Regions from separate parts of the Mus musculus genome. Here region 2 is linked to region 1. Evidence: chromatin contacts called from public HiCAR-type data. All regions are on one chromosome and are shown on one strand. Each heading gives the region's core, a stretch centred on a gene start, on an enhancer-like site or on the middle of the called end of the contact. The rest is flanking DNA. Distances are from core to core; before and after follow the strand shown. Region 1 holds the start of Plcb4 (phospholipase C, beta 4). Region 2 holds the start of Pak7 (p21 (RAC1) activated kinase 7).

The links. HiCAR-type assays count read pairs that join an accessible place to other places.
Region 2: a contact with region 1 is called in a HiCAR-type map of astrocytes, with 4 times the contacts expected there. The contact joins the promoter of Pak7 here to the promoter of Plcb4 in region 1. A contact is called at or near these places in 2 of 39 promoter capture datasets (cranial neural crest and neural stem cells), 4 of 484 Hi-C or Micro-C datasets (embryonic stem cells and nephron progenitors), 2 of 115 datasets of contacts at active chromatin or transcription factors (astrocytes and embryonic stem cells) and 1 of 9 other capture datasets (embryonic stem cells).

Annotation. Positions count from the first base shown.
Region 1 is chr2:135,656,235-135,661,319 of GRCm38.p6, reverse strand. Plcb4 (phospholipase C, beta 4) reads right to left here and starts at 1,773. Exons shown (of 39, transcript NM_001355153.1): 1 at 1,590-1,773.
Region 2 is chr2:136,384,316-136,389,476 of GRCm38.p6, reverse strand. It overlaps Pak7 (p21 (RAC1) activated kinase 7), which reads left to right and starts at 1,510. Exons shown (of 10, transcript NM_172858.2): 1 at 1,510-1,823.

The DNA of each region.
Region 1 (5,085 bases), core at 524-3,023:
TATCATCAAAGCTAAATCAAAACTAAGTTCTGATGGCTGAGTAATAAAAGCGGGGAGGGGGCAGGGGAGCAGAGCACACTTGGGAGGCCAACACTCAGCCCTCTGCAGCACACTGTTACATGTGAAGATGCACTCCTTCTGTCAAACCAGTTTCACCAACATAAAAACGCTCAGAAAGTGAAATTCCATTTTAAAAGTAATTTTTTCTTACACGAGGTTCTCCCCAAGACACCAGTCATGTATTAAATGTCTACAGTGTAAAAAAAAAAAATAGATGATATAATAGATCAATACACCAGTTGAAAACTATGCAAGACTGTTCTGTGGGGGAAAAATTCGAGATTACATAACACAGTCAGTCAGGGATTACACCACAAAATCCTAGTGAGAGGAATTTCTCATCCTCTGTATCACTCTGCAACTTAGGATATTAAAGTTTGAAGGGTTCAAAATATTCGGTTCTCAGTTCAAACACATCTTTAAAAACATCAGTCTTAAAAATACTAAAAGGATTAAGTTGAAATTTTACACACACACACACACACACACACACATCTTCCTACCCTAAAGAGTAGTTCTTCACTTTCTGAGATCCTGGGAGTCCACCCAGGTAAAAAGTCACTGGTTGCTCTTCCTGGTCATCTTTATTTTATGGTCTGATTTTTCCTTAAAAGAGAAATTCAATTTTTTTCAAAGCATTATACACCTGCCTGTGCATGGACTTTACTGCTAGCCATGTTTATTCAACACATTATCTCCACCAATGGATAATTTAAATTTATGGACCACTATGCATCCCACTTCTACTTCAAAAGATGGCGACTGTCCATGAATGTTTTGCCCCAAATTAAATCTCAAGCCCCTTGCTTTAGAGAAATAGGAAGAAGCACTATAGAAGTTTAGGGTTATTTTTTTAAAGTCATATCTCAAATGCATGCATATTTGTGGAATATAAGACATTTGCCTTTCTAGAAATGCTGGCTTTATAACTCTAGAGTTGTTCAATTGGAAAATTCTGTGTTTTCACACTTAGATTCAGTAGTTTACTGAGTCTAAACTCAAAAATTGTACAATATAGACAATTTCTAATTGACTAAGAAAAAACAACTTTAAACTTCTGAAAATAAAGCAATGTTCTTTTACATGCTTTTAGGAGGCCCAGATACTGTCCTGAAGGAGCGCTTAGCCTGTCAGTGTCAACTGGAAACGGTCTATCATTCGTAAGCTGTCCCCAGAAGACGCTGAAGATGCACACGCACACACATTTACATGCGTTGCACAGTGCCAACTATTTCCAACCAAAATAATCATATACACGTCGAGCCGAGCTATTTCTAGCGCAGAAGAGGGTGAACGTCCGGGTAGGCAGAGGAAACCCAGTAGCAGATGATTGCCGGAGAGGCGGGTGGCGGCGGGGTCCCCTGCCTCCCGCGCAGGACGCCTCGCACCCCGCACCTGCACCGGGTCCCCGGCAGGGCAACCGGGGGCGCGCGCGCGCGTCCGGGACGCACCCGCGGGAAGCCGAGTAGCCCGGCGGGCTGGGAGCGGCGGGAGCATCCCCGGGCGGGACCCAAAGCGCCTTCTCCTACCTGTCACTTCCAGGCGAGTCGCTGCCGGGGATGCGGCCACCGCCGCCTCCGGGAGCCCCGCTGTGTTCGCGCGCGCGCGTGTGAGTGTCTGTGTGTGTGTGTGTGTGTGTGTGTGTGTGTGTGCGCGCGTGTGAGAGCCTGTTTGCGGCGCGGCTCCTGAGCCGCTCGCGCGCCGCCACCCCCTCCCCGCCGCCGCGGCCGCCGAGCCCCTCCGGCGCCGCCCCGCCCTCCGCCGCCTCCGCCCCCCACCGGCCAGCGCCTCCCCGCTGCGCTCACCTCGGCCGCCCGCTGCCCAGGGCGCCGCCCGCCCGCCGCTCCCGCCGAGCCGGGCCCCGTGCGGCCCCGGGCCCGCCGCCCCTACTCCCGGCCGCGACGCTGCCTCTGGAGCCCAAGCCGTCGCCTCGCAGCCCCAACCTGCCGGGCTACGGAGCATGCCCAGTGCGGCGCCCGGCGGGGCTGGGGGTGGACCGGGGCCGCGCGGGCCGGCCGGGGTGGGGGTTGGCTGTCCCGGGGTCGCCGCCGCCGCCTTCCCGGTGCAGGGTCTGGGCGCGCGCCCGTGGGGACTGAGCTGAGCCAGCAGCGGGACACCACGCGCCGCTGGCCACGGACTCAGCGGGTGCCCGGCCCGGGAGGAGGGGGTGCGAGCCAGCCAGAACCGGGAGCGGGGAGCGGGAACTGCGCTTTCGTCTATGTTACATTGAACAAACACGGAGAGCTTGTACACTGCAGCAGGCACTGTGAGACAGGGATTTTATTCATTCAGCCCGAAAAACAATCTGCCGGAGGAAGTACTACAACGGGCTCACACTGAGCCAGAAAGTGATTTCCAAAGTCTTCCCCCAAGTGATCCTGAGACGTGCACCCCACTCCACCCCCCCCCCCCAGACTTCGGTTCCAGGGATGCTGGGGATCGCTGTGGCCAGCTCTCCTTGTCCTTTGAACCGACACCCGGGTGCCCGAAGTCCTGCTGAGGCGGCCTGGCCATGTGCATCCAGCGTCACCCTTTGTGGAGACCCTACACTGGAGCCGCTCCGGAACTCCCCGAGGGCTTCCTCCTACCGAGGCCACTCGGCTTCCTCCCTCTCCTGCCTGGCGGCGGCCACCAAAACCCGGAGACGTGGCACCTGCGCACTGGGGACTGGGGCCCATGCTGGCGGCTGAACTGGGCATGCTCAGCTGCCTGAACTGGGCTGGCGGGTCAAGAGGAAAGGGGTCGGTTTAGAGGTTAGCTTAAAAAAAAAATGGAGAAGAGGGCAGAAGTGTAGGCACAAAGGAACAGTCCAGGCACCGTGGATACAGCAGTTGAAAACCCCAAAGTGTCGCACCCTTCGTTCATTCTGGCCGTTTCAGCATGGATAGAAAGAAAATAACCACCAAAAGTTGATCAACTAGTGTGATGTGTGATGGTACATGCCTGTAATCCCAGTTAGTTTACAGAGCAGCCTAAACTATACAGTCGGTTCAAGACCAACCTGAACCCTGTCTCAAAACGAGAAAGAAAAAAATAATTTACCAATTTAAGGGAGATGGACTGAGAGCTACTGACCACTCTCTAGCCAAACACAAAGCTTCAGATTTAAGTTAGCCTTGAAAAAGGTTTTTCTGCAGTGTCTGCCTGCCTGTCTGTGACAAAACCTACAGAAACATTCACTAAGCCAGATCAGCTTTTCCACCAAGGTTAAAAAGAGAATAAAGATGCCAGAGAAAGCTGATACTGCACTGGTCAGGGTCTTCATGCCAGTGTGTTAAGACTGCTTTTGAGAGTGCCGCAAACCGGGCACATGAACTGCCTGAAAGGCTTTTTAAAATGCAGATTTTCATTAGACAAGACAGAAGTAAAATCATATGTTCTCCATCTCTAACAACTCATTCTGATATTGCTGCTTGTAAGCTGAGGGCTTGGGGTAGTATTTTAGGCCTGCTTTCCCTGCATGTGAGAAAGCTGTGGCTCAGAAAGGGTAAGGAATTTGCCCCAGGTTGAGCAGCCAATAAATAGTATAGCTAAACTCAAACCAGTCCTTCAGGCCTTCTCTTGTATGTCTTATGTGCCTCAAATATTATCCCCAGAAAGGGGAGCTAGAAGCTATCACTTATGTGACTGACAGTTCTTAGCAGTAGAACTTAGTACATAATATACTCAAATATAGTTAATTAGTTGGTCTTTGATGGCTAACAAAACCACCAACACACCATAGCCTGAAACAATTACTGAGTGCTCACCTTTCTCTGGATGCGCTCCTGGGACTGGTATCAGCCGAGCAGTTCTTCGCTGCAGCCACACACACAAGATGCTTCTGCATGGGTTTCATACAGCAAGCTGCTAACTCCAGCAGCAAGAAACGCCAGTCCCAACTTAAGATAGTACTTCATACACTGCGCTTTTTATAGTAGTTTATGAAAAACAGAATGGCCATTTCAAAGAGGTCCAACACATAAACAAACTTCTGTAAATCTAGACTTCTACCGTAGAGTTCACTCCGAGTTTTATAGATTAAACATTTCATTTTACGTATGGGGGGGAAAAAAAGCTCACGGTAGTCTTGTGTTCCATCAGGTGCTCACACTAACACTGAGCCTGTTACCACTCAATGTTACATGAACAGTGGAGCTTTCTGAATCCTAAATGAAATATGATTTCATGGCGGCTCCTTTTCCCACTCCTTAATGGCTTCTTAGACACTTTTCAAAGGCTTTTCTGTGCCAGACACACTCACTACTCTTTGCCCAAGACTCTCAGGTAAACATAAGACAAAGTCGTTTCCTGGATGAAGTTATATACTATCATAAGAGACAGCCAGTGACACGTTAAAATGGGCAAAGGAAATGAAAAAGAACTTCCGGAAATAGGCAGGGAAGACTGCTAGTTTGGACTGGGACTGAGATGTCCGCCCTCAGGATTTAACATTTGAATAGAACCTGGATGAACAGGGAAAGGTGAATGTCTGGGAAGAAGCCTGTCCACAGCAGGGAACAGCAGGAAGCTAGGGTGAGAATTTGTTTGACCTGTTCCAGAAACAGGAAGGAACCAGGGTGTCTCACCGAGGCGTAAAGTGAGGAGAATTGAGAATTCTGGGGCAGTTGGGAGTCACATCCTCTAAGAACACAGAAAGGACTTTGAACATAAAGCTTATAAGTAAGTACCCTGTGAGCCCATTGGAAGTTGTCAAGCAAGGTTATGACCAGATTGACTGATGGATGGATGGGTGGATGGATGGATGAATGGATGGATGGATGGTTGGTTTTAGAGAGATTCACACTGAAAATGTCTGTAGGAAAGGAAGGGTTCCTCAGAGAGCCCTTTCTTCCTGGAAGGAGAAAGGAGGTGCTGATGGTGTAATTCTGTTTTAATCGAAAGTACATTTTTTTTAAGGAAAAAGAATAAAGATAATGCCTATAGGAACAAGAACACAAAGAGGGAGCCTGTAATAAGCAGTTGTCCATACTAGGGCAGTTCTGATACCTTGCACAGCACTTGAACTCAGACCAAGGGAAATCC
Region 2 (5,161 bases), core at 261-2,760, 730 kb before region 1:
TTATGCCAATGGCCATGGGACAGCAATCCAGTTGGTGAGAGGTGAGGTAGGGCTATTTGAGCAGTTTCAAGCATTGATAAATTTATTGACTTTAGTCATATGAATGGGAAAAATAGGATTTGATAGGCCAAGATACATATGTCCTTCACACTTAGAAACATCAGTGGAGAACAGTGACCATCTATCTGTTCTGTGATCTATTTTTTAAAGATTTATTTTTATGTGTATATATGTGTCTGGATGCTTCTTTGTGTACCAGGTGGAAAAAGGCACCACTGATACCAGAGGAGTGTGTGAGATCCACTGGAGTCAGAGTCACGTACAGCTCGGACCCACCCTATACAACTGAACCTGGGACCTCTGGATGGGCAACATGAGTTCTTAACAGCTGTGGCAATATCTTTAGCACCAGCTCCTGCCATGATTCTGTTTTGATATATAAGTTACTTCAGTGAAAGTAGTGTGTGAACAGATAAGCCACGGGGACAGGAGATGATAAGCATCTACTATTCACTAGCAAACTGGCCCTGTTTTATAACCGACTTATTCAGTTATAGGATCAGACACTATATTCTCATAAGGACAATCTAGAGATCTCTGAGGATGAAGAAGGATGTGGCTCTCTCAAAACCAAGATTAAAGTCTCTTGGTTGGTTTTGTGAATTGATTGGTTTCATGTGGGCAGTGACTAATCTCAATATTACCGATACCTCCTGTGGTCTTTTGCTCTCAAAAGACCAGTCAGTCTCAACTGTCAAGCCCAGCCTTGACATTACATCGAACCTCTCAGGTTTTGTCCCAGGCTCAGAGAAGACAGGTAGACAGTCAGGATAGACTGGTTCAGGCTTGAATTGGACAACAGGTCAACAACAGGTCAACTGACTGAGCACGAGTTTCCTAGTCTCAAGTATCAAAGCGATTGTGAATTGATCCAAGAGCCCATCGTCTCCGAAACTCCTAATTCTAGATCAAACTAATGGTTTTATGCTGTCTTCAGTGTGTGCCCTACAAAGCCTCTTTCCAGGAAAGGCATGACATCCCAGGGGACATCCTCCCTTGAACCGCTGCTATCATCAAAAGCTGAAGGTAACTCCTTAGGCTGATAAGTCCATTGCTGATTAAAGACTCCATGACCAATTAGAGGTTATAGAAGATGTTTCTGGATTCTTGCACCTCCTGACCTTTCAGAGGACCAGCCGAATGGCACGGGGACTTTCAGGACCAGGCAGTTGAATCCAAATCTGTATTTTAAATCAAAGGCTCATTAAAGTTTGCGAAGCACAGGACCAGGTGATGCTAAAGAGACTAGCTAGCATACTGATGTAGTGCGGCTTTGCAAAGGTCCTATAGAAAATTTGGACAAACTGGGATGTTCAGGGAGGGGTATGCGGGAGTAGCCCGCAGGGGGATGGTAGAAGGAAAGTGTGATCCGATTGGCTGTTTTCTCCAGCTCGGGCGTGCAGACACTCCCTCCACACTCCCCCTTTCACCCCCCTCAATTGCTACAGCTTTCCTACAGCGGGCTGCTCCTAAAACCCGGAGCAGCTGAGTGGTCTCAGCGGACAGTCCTCCTAGGGGCGAAGCCAGGCGGCTTGGGCATGCTCAGTAGCTGGGAGAGGTTTGGGAGGAGAGTAAAAAGCTTTGACTCTGCCCCCACCCCCTCCTCTAGCCCCCGCCCCCCTTGCCCCTTCCCAGCCGTAGTAGTTCCCTGGCGTGCGCCCGTGGAGAGCAGGAACATGGCGCTTGGAGCGATATAACAGATGTAGCAGCAGCGGAGAAGCAGATGAGGTACCGCGACTTCTCTGCTGACAGCCAGCCACCAGGTAGGCAGGAGCACCGGGCAGGTCGGCTTATGGGTAGCGGCTCCAGAAGGGGCGCTTGCCAAGATGCGCACGGTTGCTACACCGGGCATCTGGCTTTGCCTAGAGAGGATGCGAAAGGAGACCTCTATGACAGCACAATTGATTGTGCATCTCCTAGGAGATGCCAAAGGCTGGGGACCTCTGAGAATGGGCAAGGGATCCAGGGTCCGCCCACTCCCCAACCCCCAATCTTTGCGATATCATCCAGCTTGGGCTCTTCACCGGTCAAATAAAGGATAGCGCTCTTATGCTAGGATGGAGGGCGTAGGAGATCACCCTGGATGCCAGCTCTAGGAGTCTGCTGGTACCCCGAAAGGCTAGCAAGCCCAGCAGCAGTTCTTTGTGTATGCACTCGCGCACGCCCTGCCGGTGATACGACAGTGCCTGCTGCTCCCAGGGAGTGCTGGATGCATTGCCAGGGCAGGGTTCCCATATGGTTTTTGTCTTTTAGCAGGTGTGGACCACCAGATGCAATAGCGGAACCTTTATGGGACTGTGTTTTCCTTTGTTGTTTGTCTCTGTTCGCTTAGTGGGTTGCAATGGATTGGGAAAGAACTTCTGCTTGTGAACATTGGTGGACAGAATGTGGAAGAGAATATCACTTCCAAACTCTGGTTAAAATTCTGTACAATGTCAGTCTCCTAGAGGATAAACTTGGAAAGTCTCAGGACTGTCAAGTGTCCAGTTTAGGGCACAAATGTGAGCATCCGTTTTGAAACCGAGTGTGTCTGGAGCTTTCCATTGTGATAGGGTAGAAGTTAATTTGCCAGCATTCATATCTCAATTAAGGGAGCCCTAACCTTTCAAAGAACTGAACAGATCTTTTAAATATTAGAGTAGTAAAGAAAAAAATGTCTTGGCCAATAATTGATAACGACTTGGAAAACTGGATACACTTCTGGGGAAATAGGTACTTCACAAAACATCAGAGACCCTCTTGTGGCATTTGGTGTAAAGGCAGCATCTTTAATTTACAGATGGACACATTACTCCCTGAAGAAGTCCCTCCTACACAAGCCTTCTTAAAGTTGACATTCTGCAACAACAGATGTGACACCTTACAGTTGTATCTGTTATGATTAGCAGCATAGCCCCCTGAGAGGGAGGAAAGGTAAATTTAGAACACACCTTCATCCCCTGTTTTATCTTTTCAGGCTGGGCATCTGTCTGTGAATATGAAGTTTAGATACTTTCCTCTGCACTTACACTATTTATTCTTATGATCTCCTTAGGTGGCAAGAATGAGTCAGTATTGTGATAATGAAACAGAGACTGCAGGAGGGAAATGAATTTAAGTAGAGTAAAGCTATAAGTGTCCAATCTGATAACACCTTGACTTTGAATACACGTGTGCAAAGCAGAACTTCTAATGAAAGCTGTAGAAGCTAATGGCAAGTTCATTGACAATACTTGTAGTAGAATAAACTTCGTGTTCCTCTGTGAATAAGAGATTGATTGTACTCAGTCCTTGCAACTTATCATTTAATTAACAAACGTGAGTTTTGATTGTAGGCATTGAAAGCCGAGGTTGCCAATGCCTTTCCTACATCCTCAGAATATGCTGCAATGGACAGGCACCAGAGACAGATGTTCTGGAATACAGTGTCATTTTAGTGATGAGATAAAGCTAAATTTGAACTCTGGTTCCTCCGTATTTAGGTGTGGGATTTTGTGGAAGTGATTTAATGTATCAGCAACAAAGACTTGTGATTCACAAAGCAAAGCCCACATAAATGGATAGATGTAGACATTAATAATAATACAAAGAAACTGGGCATGGGGAAATCTCTTTGAGAAGGACATGTATGTGTTTGGAACCCATGTTATATGTATTTGCTATGCAAGTCAAATTCAATTTACTTTTACTGAAATACTCCAAATTGTTTTATTTCTTAGCACTGACATAGCCATACACCCCCAACTTGGTAGCTTAAAGAAGTAGAAATTTATTGATGCAGATCTGGGTATTTTCTGTCTAATATCTCAGTGTTAGCATGGCAATCCTCTGATGCTCTTAGGAGAAGGTGATTCTTATAGTCTTAGACATACCTTACCCCAATCACGTTATTCTGTTTCTACCTTCATGTCCATGTGTTCTCCTCTCTGTGTCTGTTCTCCTGTCCATGTTTCAGTCTTTATGTAAGGACACTGTTCCTATATCATTTAGAGCTAACTATAGCCTTGTCTTAATTCAATTACAACTGCAAAGATCAGACTTGTAAAGTAGGTCACATGGACAAGTTCAGGGTTGTCATTGAGTTTAGGGGAGAGAAAATTTAACTTACTTTACTAACTTTTCTAATAACAATGATAGGATCAATACTATGCCATCAAGTTTCAGAATATGAAGAATAGTATGGGTTCAAAAACCCTGCTGGCATGGGATATTTAATGTAACTAACTTATCTGAATTTTGTGTTCCCAAGTGTGACAGTGAAGGGAAGGGTGATAGACACGTCACCATGAGTCACTTACATGAAAACTGAAACAAAGTGGGACTTAGGCTTTCTATACGTGCTGAGGAATTTCATACGTCTTCTCCCTTTTGGGCTATATTACTAAGTCAAAACACATCATCATCAACAACACCTACAACATAACAGCAAAAAAATGAAAATCCTACACCTTTTCTTCTTTTTAATATATTTATTTTTATTTATAGATATACATTTTATTAGCTCCTTGAGACTTTCTTATATGCACATAATGTATTTTCTTCTTATTCACTCTGTCACTCCTCTATCTAAATCCTTCCATGTTCCTTCTAAATTTATGCTCTCTCTCTCTCTCTCTCTCTCTCTCTCTCTCTCTCTCTCTCTCTCTCACACACACACACACACACACACACACACACACACACAGGGATAGAGATAGACATAGAAACATAGAGAGACAGAGATACAGGGACACAGAGAGAGACAAGAGAGAGTTTGGGCTGCCTATAGACTCATGGGTTTAGGGCCATCCAATGGAGGGTGGTATTTATAAAGCATGTTTGTATATGTATATGTGTATGTGTATGTGTATATGTATGTACTATGTGTTTCTGTGTGTGGGATGTATGTACATGTTGTAGCACATGTGAAGATGTCAGAGGCCAACTAGCAGAAATAATTTTTCTCCTTCTCTATGTATGTTCCAAGGATTGAATTAAGGTCATTAGGTCTGATGACAAACACCTTTTACCTCCTGAGTTATCTCAACTGTTTATAGCTCTTCTTCTTCTTCTTCTTCTTCTTCTTCTTCTTCTTCTTCTTCTTCTTCTTCTTCTTCTTCTTCTTCTTCTTCTTCTTCTTCTC